Linked DNA regions of Zea mays: region 1 is linked to region 2. Evidence: chromatin contacts called from public Hi-C data. All regions are on one chromosome and are shown on one strand. The core of a region is the stretch at or near the end of the contact, and the rest is flanking DNA. Distances in the headings are between cores, read along the strand shown.

Region 1 (4,496 bases), core at 541-3,040, 280 kb after region 2:
GCACTTAACCGTCCGCTCCTAATCACACTTTTGCAAATGTCCCCTCTCACTCCCCAGCGCACCCCCTTTGGATCAACATTATATGGCCTAGATTAGAAGTTTGCACGGTTGCACAGAGGGATTGGTTTGCACCAGATATGTTCCCCTTAGCTATATTAGGACATGTACATTGGTGTTTAATATAGGGGCTCTTGAGGTGTCTAAAGGGGCATTTGCAAAAAAATCGTGGAGCCGTCTCTCCGTGAAGGAATGCCTCTGGCTCGTAACCCAAGTAGCAACAGACGTCTTCACTTCCCCTTTACGAAATCCGTTTGTTCCATCGAACCGATGCTCTACAGGCGCCTTCACTTCTGCCACTTTCGCCACTCTGCAATAGAGTTTCCGTCACTCTAGTTGAAAACAGGAGCCATGCTCTTGGATGATGAACAGATTGAACAGGCGCCACTCTGCAATTTCTTTCTGTACTATTACTGCTTATTGATCTACATGCTGTTTCACTTCCCTACATACCTACATGCCATTTCACTCGGCGATGGCATCAGCTCCTGGTCCCTACATGTCATTTACTGGCCGCATAGCACCTCACTATCTGGACATCCTTCATGCCCTCCCCGTTTGCATAGCTGCTGGGCGGCTACCCCCATGGTCATTGTGCCGCTCAGGCCCTGGCCTGCTAGCAGCACTCCACTATTTTCCTTCTTCCCTTGACCAGATTGAAACCATGACGTGCCGAGAGAAATGGAAGATAAGTAGCTGAAAACAAGGAACAGACTCCTCACCTCCCAACCCCCACCGTGTGGACATCAAAAGTAGTCTGAGAACACGTTTCAACAATGCCAACATAAAATACACAATGGTTCAGTCATACTCCTCCATTCAAAATTATAATTCGCTTTGCGTTTGTCCTAAGTCAAACTTGTCAAATTTTGACCACGTTTTTAGAAAGAAACATATTAACATCTACAATTAAATGCACTATCAAGAGAGATGTCATGGGAAATTTAATGAAACTAATTTGATTTTGTATAAATGTTGGTGTGTGTTTTTTTCTAAAAACTCGGTCAAATTTAGATAAGCTTGAACTGTAATTTCGGACAGAGTTAGTATCAAGCAAGCTTCAGGTAACAGACTATAGGTATTGTTTCGAAGGGGGCAAAAACTGTAGATACTATCATGAACAAAACAATCATTTCCCAATTGTACATGTAATTGTGCAATAGAGAGACTAGAGAATTGCCTGTGCCCCTGCGAACTCCTCGAACTGTTTGACGAACTCCTCCATCATGGCGTCATCGTCCAGTGACGGAACACCCCCAGTGGCCGTCTCGAGCTCGCGCACAGCCTCCCGCGTCTCGCGCGTCAGCTCCTCAAGCGCCTCTTTGGCGCACGCGCCCCTCGGCGGTGGCTGCTTCCCCGCGCGCCGCTTCGGCACCTTGGGGTCCGGAAGCCCCAGCCCCAGCCCCTTCACCGGCCCCTTGCCTCCCGATCCTGACCCCGATGCCTCACCGGCGCTGTAGAGCGAGACTCGAGAGTCAGTTATTCGCTCGAAATCCTAGCGGAAGCAGCTTTTGGCTCCGACGAGGATAGGCCAGAGACAGTACCTTTTGGGGGCGGCAGATGCGGAGAGGTCGAGGCTGGTGAAGTCGTCGAGCGCGCTGTCGAGGAGCTGGTCGAGGTCGTCGCCCCCGTCGGCGGCAGCCGGGGCCGCGGAATTGGACGCCATCGTCCGAGCTGCAAATGGCCGCGACGTCGTTGAGGACTTCCCTCCGAACTTTGGGCGGTGTGACAGATGTGGCGGGCTGGCGGCGCAGGCGTGGCGTAATTGGATTGGGATGACTTTAGGGCCTGTTTGTTTGTGGCTAACGTGTCACTGACCGACTAAGGTTAGTAGTACGAATTAAAGAACTAGAGCATATTTGATTTATAGTCTAACTTGCTACACTTTACTTAACTTTTCTGTCTAAAGTTAGTTCTTCAATTCAGACAATTAATCTTAAGCAAAGTGTGGCAAAGTTAGTCACGAACCAAATAGACCCTTAACCTTAGACATAAAAGTTAAGCAAAATGTGACAACTTAGACATCAAAAATCTTGGGAATGGTACCCGCGACCCGATATATTTATTCCATTAGATTATATATATATATAATAAATATTCTATCTATGTGTTTTTTATTGATAAAGAATTTAGATAAACAGATATTAGAATGGTCTATCTTCACCCGTATTAGAGTATAAAATATTCAGTATAAACTTGACCTAAAAGCATAAATTTAGACTTCAATCATCTTTTTTTAACTGTTTAACAATCTTTTTGAACGATAATGTCATAAAAAGATTAACAACTACTTGATTGCCATGTAATAAAATATGTAATATGTTATGTGGTACTATTCTAGTGTTGCTACATTATTCAATTACCTATGGTGTTGTTGAATGGATGACTGAGTGAAGCTAGAAATTTTGTAATAGTATTTAGATGGAAATACTTGACATTTGTATAATGTATTATTTTGATAAATGTTTAATCTTTGTGTGTATGGGTATGAGGGTGAATCCATACCCGCTAGTGGATATGGATGATCTGATGAGGTTGATTTTTTGTCGTGAGTATGAGTATAAGATAGTAATACCCAGTGACTATTTATTCATTGTCATCTCTAATTGGGATTGAGATTTTGGCACTCGACGCGTGCGATATGGGGTTTGGGTGTAGAAAGACTGGAAGAGGATGAGCAGAGAGTGGGCCAACGGACGGCAGCCGGATTCTTTTTCCTAGTCGGGATTGGGGGCGCTCCGCCCTCGGCCTCGGCTGGCTCCATCAAGTTAGGCTTCGTTCGTTTAAGCCCATCCAGACTGGGATGAGGCTGGATTGTAGCCCAATCCAGGCTATATTCCAAGCCCAGGAAAAAATTGAGATTTTAATTTTTTTCGCGTTCGGTTAAGCCCACCGGAATTCAAGCCCATAGGTTTGGAATTTTTTTTTGCTACAGTGGATCCTGGATCCGAGCCATGACTCCTAGGGTCTGGAAACAAACCACGAAGCTGTGACCGCTCCGTGTCCGAGGAGAGCGGCGGCAGCGCAAGGAGTCTTCCTCTCCGACGCCGGCAACGTCGACACCGCTGGCAAACTTCTCTCCGGTTTGATCCTTTCTCATCTGCTCTCTGCCCCTCTCTCTATCTTTCTACGTCCAGCTGCAGCACTTCCACATCGGCTCCCAGATCCCGACCACTGCCCTGCTCTTCGACGGCGTCGGCGAGGCCGCGCAGATCTATTGCGAACTCGCCCGCCTCAGGTTCTTATTTCATCTCGAATTCGAAGTCTTCTCTCGTCCCTGTCCCCCTCCAGCACCGTCGCCGTCGTCGTCGCGCCGCAACCTCTCCATGGCACGCCCTCCGTCGACGGCCATCAAGCCACCGTATCCGGCCTTCCATTCCCATCCCAGCGATCTCGAGCTCGTCAACTCCTATCTCCATCCCTGGGTCGAGACCGGCGTCAAGACCGTATCAAACTAGTGCGCTCGCTCTCCGGCCTCTCTCGCACGGTCGCACCCCCTCTCTCCCCTACCTCTCTCCGGCTCTCTTCTTCCAAGGTAGACAGCATCAGAATTTTCCGACAGTATGTGCATTCGTTGATCTCGCGCTCTCACCACGCACACACACTGGTGTCGTACGTATATAGCACGAGTTTCTTTTTTGCTAGCTTGTTTCCTCTTCAGGAATTTCTATGAATCTCGTTTTGGAGTTGGAGCTCTGCGTGCATCGTATCTATGGTTCTTCACTCTACTTTGTTGATGCTTTCTTCTTTGTGCCTGGATCGATCGCACGCTCGACTGGCCGGGACTAGATTTCTACTTCGATCTGCTACGACCTTTGCAAATTTTTGACTGTATGTGTAGGGATCGTCAGATTATTGCAGGTTAAGTTTGCACGCCATTAAGCTAGCTAGTCAGCCAGCGAGGGTCCATGGATCTTGTGGACAAACGATTAAAGAAGAGTAGTGTGTGCTGTTCCTTCGTTCTAATTAATCATCAGCTGGCATTTCCATTCCTTCGTATTTGCGTGGGTTTTTACTAGCAAATCGATCCGGTTTAGAAGCATCGACTAATAAATATGGAAAAGCACATATGGCTATCATGTTTAGAAGTTTCTTCAGTCTGTGTGTCACACTCAGCCACTCACACATCAATGTGATGACCATCATATGAAAGAACACAAACACAATGACACTACGCGCTGAAGGGTTTGTCTGGTTTTTATCACTAACTGTTCGACAAGTACATGGCTTGCTTTCAACTATCCAATGCAGTCGCTGGGGATTGAAGCCATTCCAACTGATCACCGATGTAACTGGAGTAACGGTTCTCTTTATTTATTTTCAGATTGTCCCTGCTCCAGTAAGAGTAGGCGAGGACGAGCCTCCCCCATCTTGGGTGTTGGTGCCTGACCCATTTTCTCAAGGTACTAGCCAAAACCTAAAGAAATTGAATTATATGA
Region 2 (4,363 bases), core at 1,236-3,735:
TGGCCTTTATGGTCTTCTTCCTCTGCCAATCATCAATATCGGCTTCTTTCTTTTTCAGCCTATATGGTTCAAGTAACATTAGTACTCTGACTAGAAAATTAAGACCTGTGGGTTATGAAATTTGAAGATTTGAAAAATAATGCATAGTGATTACTCACAGGAGTCCATGTTTTCATACCCACACCATAACACCAGTAATGAATTGAGCTTGTAACTTCAAAACACAATTTCAGGCTGAAGTGATATTGTACATGTCAAAAATTCAAATCTGACCACCGTAGCAATACAATATTCTTATACTATGATTCTCTCTCTGAACACGTCCAAAATTAATTGGTAATGAATATCAAGTTTGGATGTTATGAAAAATGGGATAAGAAGGATTACTTTTCTATGAGCTTTGCAATCTGCGCATCCTTCCAGGCAACCAACTTAGCATGGACTAAATTGCCTTGGGGTTTTAACACGGAGCTCGGGGTCCATCTCTCTGTCCTTTGCACTTCAACTGGACAGTTCTCACCATCTGAATCGCCAAATGCACGATCACTACGATTGCTACCCTGATAGGCACCGTCAGACTCAAAATTCCAATCACGGGCTGCAGCATACACGACTGTGTCAAAGTTCAGATTAGGCTGGATATCTGATGAACTCCATGAGGTTCAGGCTTACCTGAAGATACGCGAGATGACACGGTATTGCTCTGCCAGTCTTTTTTATCACCTCCCTCGTCATCCCCTTCACTGACTTTGGGCAATCTCCATTCATTGGTAGCATCTAATGCATCCACGCGCTGTCGGAAATTACGTGAGGAGCGAACTCGGCGCATAAATCTAGCTGGTGTGGTCTTGTGGATGAATCTCGGAGGCATTTGATTGGCGCCTTCAACTGCATATTATTGAACATGAATTGCAAGAAAAAAAATTGTGTGCCTAATATATGAACAGAGGCGACAACAAAAGGAGGCACCTCTCCTATCCAGCAGAGAAGGGTGCCTGGGTGTCTGCAGTCTGATATTCCGTGGCATAGCAGAAGGATTCATGAAATCTGCTCTGGTCCTGCCTTGCTCTTCTTCCTTCAGAATAGATTTGGATTGTTAGTTTCTGCTTCAATCTAGGTTGTGAAGTACCAAAGGGATTGAAAAAATAATAAAGTTTACAAAGAAAATGGGACCTTCATGCATAACAATCGGATGGAATCAGACACAGAAGTTAGATGAGCAGAAGTTAACAAGGTAATGCAGAAATCTAGATGAACAAGTACATGATGCTATGGGTTTTGGCCCTCTGCAGAAACGTGGTAACTGACGAGAAGCCCAAGTCGTGAAGGAGCAGGCTTTGCTGCTAGTCAGTTACCTAATAGGCTGTTTGGTTTGAGGAATGGGCTAGTCCATCATCTTCTCACTCCTCACATTTTTGTTTGGTTTGTGGAATGAAATGAGTTGATCCATCATCACCTTATTCCTTATAGTTAGTAAGTTAGTACTAATATGAGGAATAAGTTCATCCCACCAAATTTGAGGAATAGATCCATGCTACACCACCACATTTTGGATGGAGTGATTCCTCAAACCAAACACTCCCTAAGTCTTGGGAGCAATCCATCTAGTCCAGCAACATTAACACATTTAAGAATTTATCAAAAAGCCTAGAAAATTGTAAGAAAAGAAACCAGCTCCGTCCAAGAAAAGAAACCACCTCTACGCCAGCATGGACTAGCAGAATGTATCAGCGCATCCTGACAGCATTCAAGACTGCAAGCTACTAAGCATGGAATCAAGATCAAATGCAGTACAGGTGGAGAACCGAGGACCACGGAGGCACCTTCGCTCCATATCGAGCAAGAATCAGTCCAGGAACAAAAGGGGCGCCAACAAGTTAAGACTTAAAAGAGCACGAAAACTGACCACCCGTGGCGTGACAAACGAGGAGGCGTCGTCACCGCCGTGCGGTTCGCGGTCCTCCTCCTCCTCGCCGCCGCCGTCGTGGCTGTTCGCGGGGCTGCAGATCGGGGACGGCGATGCGGGGCGGTGCCTGGTGAGCGACCCGGCGCTCCACGCGGCGCAGCTGCCGTAGGACGAGGCCGGGCGGCGGCCGTAGTGCCCGCCGTGCCCGCCCATGGCGGCCATCGCGAGCAGCATCTGCGTGCTCCGCCCCACGGACGCCTCGGGCTCCGGCTCCGGGTCCGGGTCCGGCTCGGCGTCGGCGTTGTAGCAGGGGGCGCCTCGCGAGGCCTCGGAGCGGGCCGGGGAGGAGCCCGGCGAGACGCGGGAGGCGGCGGTGGGCTCGCCCATGCAGGGCAGCGGAATCGGGAGCTGAGGAAGGTGGTCGGCGCGGCGCATGTTGGTGCTCCCGCAGGAGGAGACGCCGTCCGGGACGGCGGCAGCCGCGGCCATCTTCTTGGCTTCGCTCTGCGCTTTGCCTCTCCCCTCTTCTTGGTTAGTTGCAGAGCGCGCGCTTGCGTTGTGCCGTTGCGTCTACTCTTTGGGGATTGGGGCGGTTTGTGAGGGAGGCCTGGCCTGGGAAGCTGTGTTTAGGCTTCCATAGCTGGGCCTCCTAGCTATTGGGCCTTGGCTTGTAAAGCTTTTCGCTGACAGGTGAACCCTACTATGCAACGCAGACAGCCAGACACAGAAATCATCAGTGATAATGTAAGAAAAAAAAGCAGGCATATACAGTAACATAAATAAGCAGCTCAGATCAGATATCAGGCGGACCTGCTGCTGTGCCAGCAAAATTCATTTCCCATGCATCGTACTGGACTACACAACAAGGATCGGACAATAGTGGAAGAAAAGTTTGAAAGAAAACGAAATTCTTGGAAAGCCAAATACTTAATCTATGGAGGAAGGTTGACACTAGTAAATTTTGTGCTGAGTGATTTGGTGGTTTATATGGTTTCTTGCTTTGAAATTCCTAAAGAGGGCTTGAAACTTTAGATCAATATTCTTTAGGCAAGGAGTACAACAGAAGGAAAAAAAATATAGACTAGCAAGATGGAGTATTATGTATAGACCAGTTGAGTAGGGCAGTCTGGGGATAAAGGACTTAGACCAACTCCAGCAGACTCCCTCTCCGTATCCCTAAAACGCGCGGCCAACAGATTCTCTCTCCTCTCCGTATCCGTCTCCGTTTCCAGCAACACTCCCCATCCCACTCCGCATGCAGTCTATGACACCTGGGGCCCGCGAGCAGCCGCGCGCGCACGCAGAGAGCTGCGGAGAGGAGAGAGAAAGCGTGGAAATGGGGAGTGCAGGGACACGGCGTCTATTTTGCGGAGAGGGATGCGGAGCCTGCTGGAGAGCGCAATAGTGCCTCAGACCGTGCAAAATGCGGATGCGGAGTGGGATGGGGAGTGTTGCTGGAGTTGGTCTTAGGACTACATAATACATGCCTCCTTAGTAAATGGTTATTTAGGCTTTTCAATGAAGCCAGTTTGTACAGTTTGGTCGTTTTGCACTCCAAGATGGGGAGCTAGCTAGTTAGGTTTGGGGATGCCATATGGCTCGGTACAAATGCCTTAAAATCATTATCTATGTCTATATAACATAGCCTTTAGAAAGCAAGCATCTATGGCTGAGGTAGTTGGTTTTGATCCACCGAAATTATTTTCAGGAGGGAATAGTGCGAAGAATTGAGGCTAAATTGCAACATCTTTTTGCTAAGAGTACAACCTATACAACTTACCAGTGATAGGGATTTTTTTGGCTTCCTTAAAAATGACAAATTTTCTGTGGGCTCCATGTATGATAAGTTGTGTAATCTTAATATTGCACCTAAACATGTATCAATACGGAAAACAAAAGTGACCCGGAAGATGAAGGTGTTTCTTTGGTATATCCATGAAGGAGTTACACTCACCAAAGATAATGTAGTTAAAAAGAAGTGGAAGGGTAGTTTAAAATGTTGTTAGTGTAGCTATAATGAAAGCATTGATCATCTCTTCTTCAAATGTTTCTTTGCTAGATTCCTTTGGAGATTAGTTGAAATTTGCACTGAAATTATGGCTCCACAAAATGCTGCACACACTATTTTGGGCAGTGGACTAAGGGAGCTAAACCCAGTGTTAAGAAGCTCATTTTCATGGGTGGAGCTAATGTTCTGTGGTCTATATGGCTTTGTATAAATTTTTTTTTGAAAGGAAGGGGCAAAAGACTTGCCGCTCCGAAATATATTAGATTAGAGAGCAAAGAAATGGAAGATACAAAACCAAAGAACCGGAGGGGAGAGGATAAGAAAGAAAAAATAAAAAGAGAAGAACAAAAACCCACTAGACCAGATCAACAAGACCTCAACTACTAGCAATATCCGATGACTGCAAGGGCCACTTGATTAACGCTTCTATGCTGACTTTGGAAAATTCT

The links. Hi-C and Micro-C count contacts between places; a contact is called where the count stands out from the background.
Region 1: a contact with region 2 is called in a Hi-C map of tassel, with 2.2 times the contacts expected there. The contact joins the promoter of LOC100303903 here to the promoter of LOC100217016 in region 2. A contact is called at or near these places in 2 of 25 Hi-C or Micro-C datasets (ear and tassel).

Annotation. Positions count from the first base shown.
Region 1 is chr4:158,168,849-158,173,344 of Zm-B73-REFERENCE-NAM-5.0, forward strand. It overlaps LOC100303903, which reads right to left and starts at 1,791. Exons shown (of 4, transcript NM_001165487.2): 1 at 1,602-1,791; 2 at 1,238-1,511. The coding sequence starts at 1,723. It also overlaps the pseudogene LOC103653874.
Region 2 is chr4:157,889,863-157,894,225 of Zm-B73-REFERENCE-NAM-5.0, forward strand. LOC100217016 (F-box protein) reads right to left here and starts at 2,486. Exons shown (of 6, transcript NM_001175120.1): 1 at 1,907-2,486; 2 at 970-1,075; 3 at 673-888; 4 at 388-598; 5 at 1-59. The coding sequence starts at 2,395.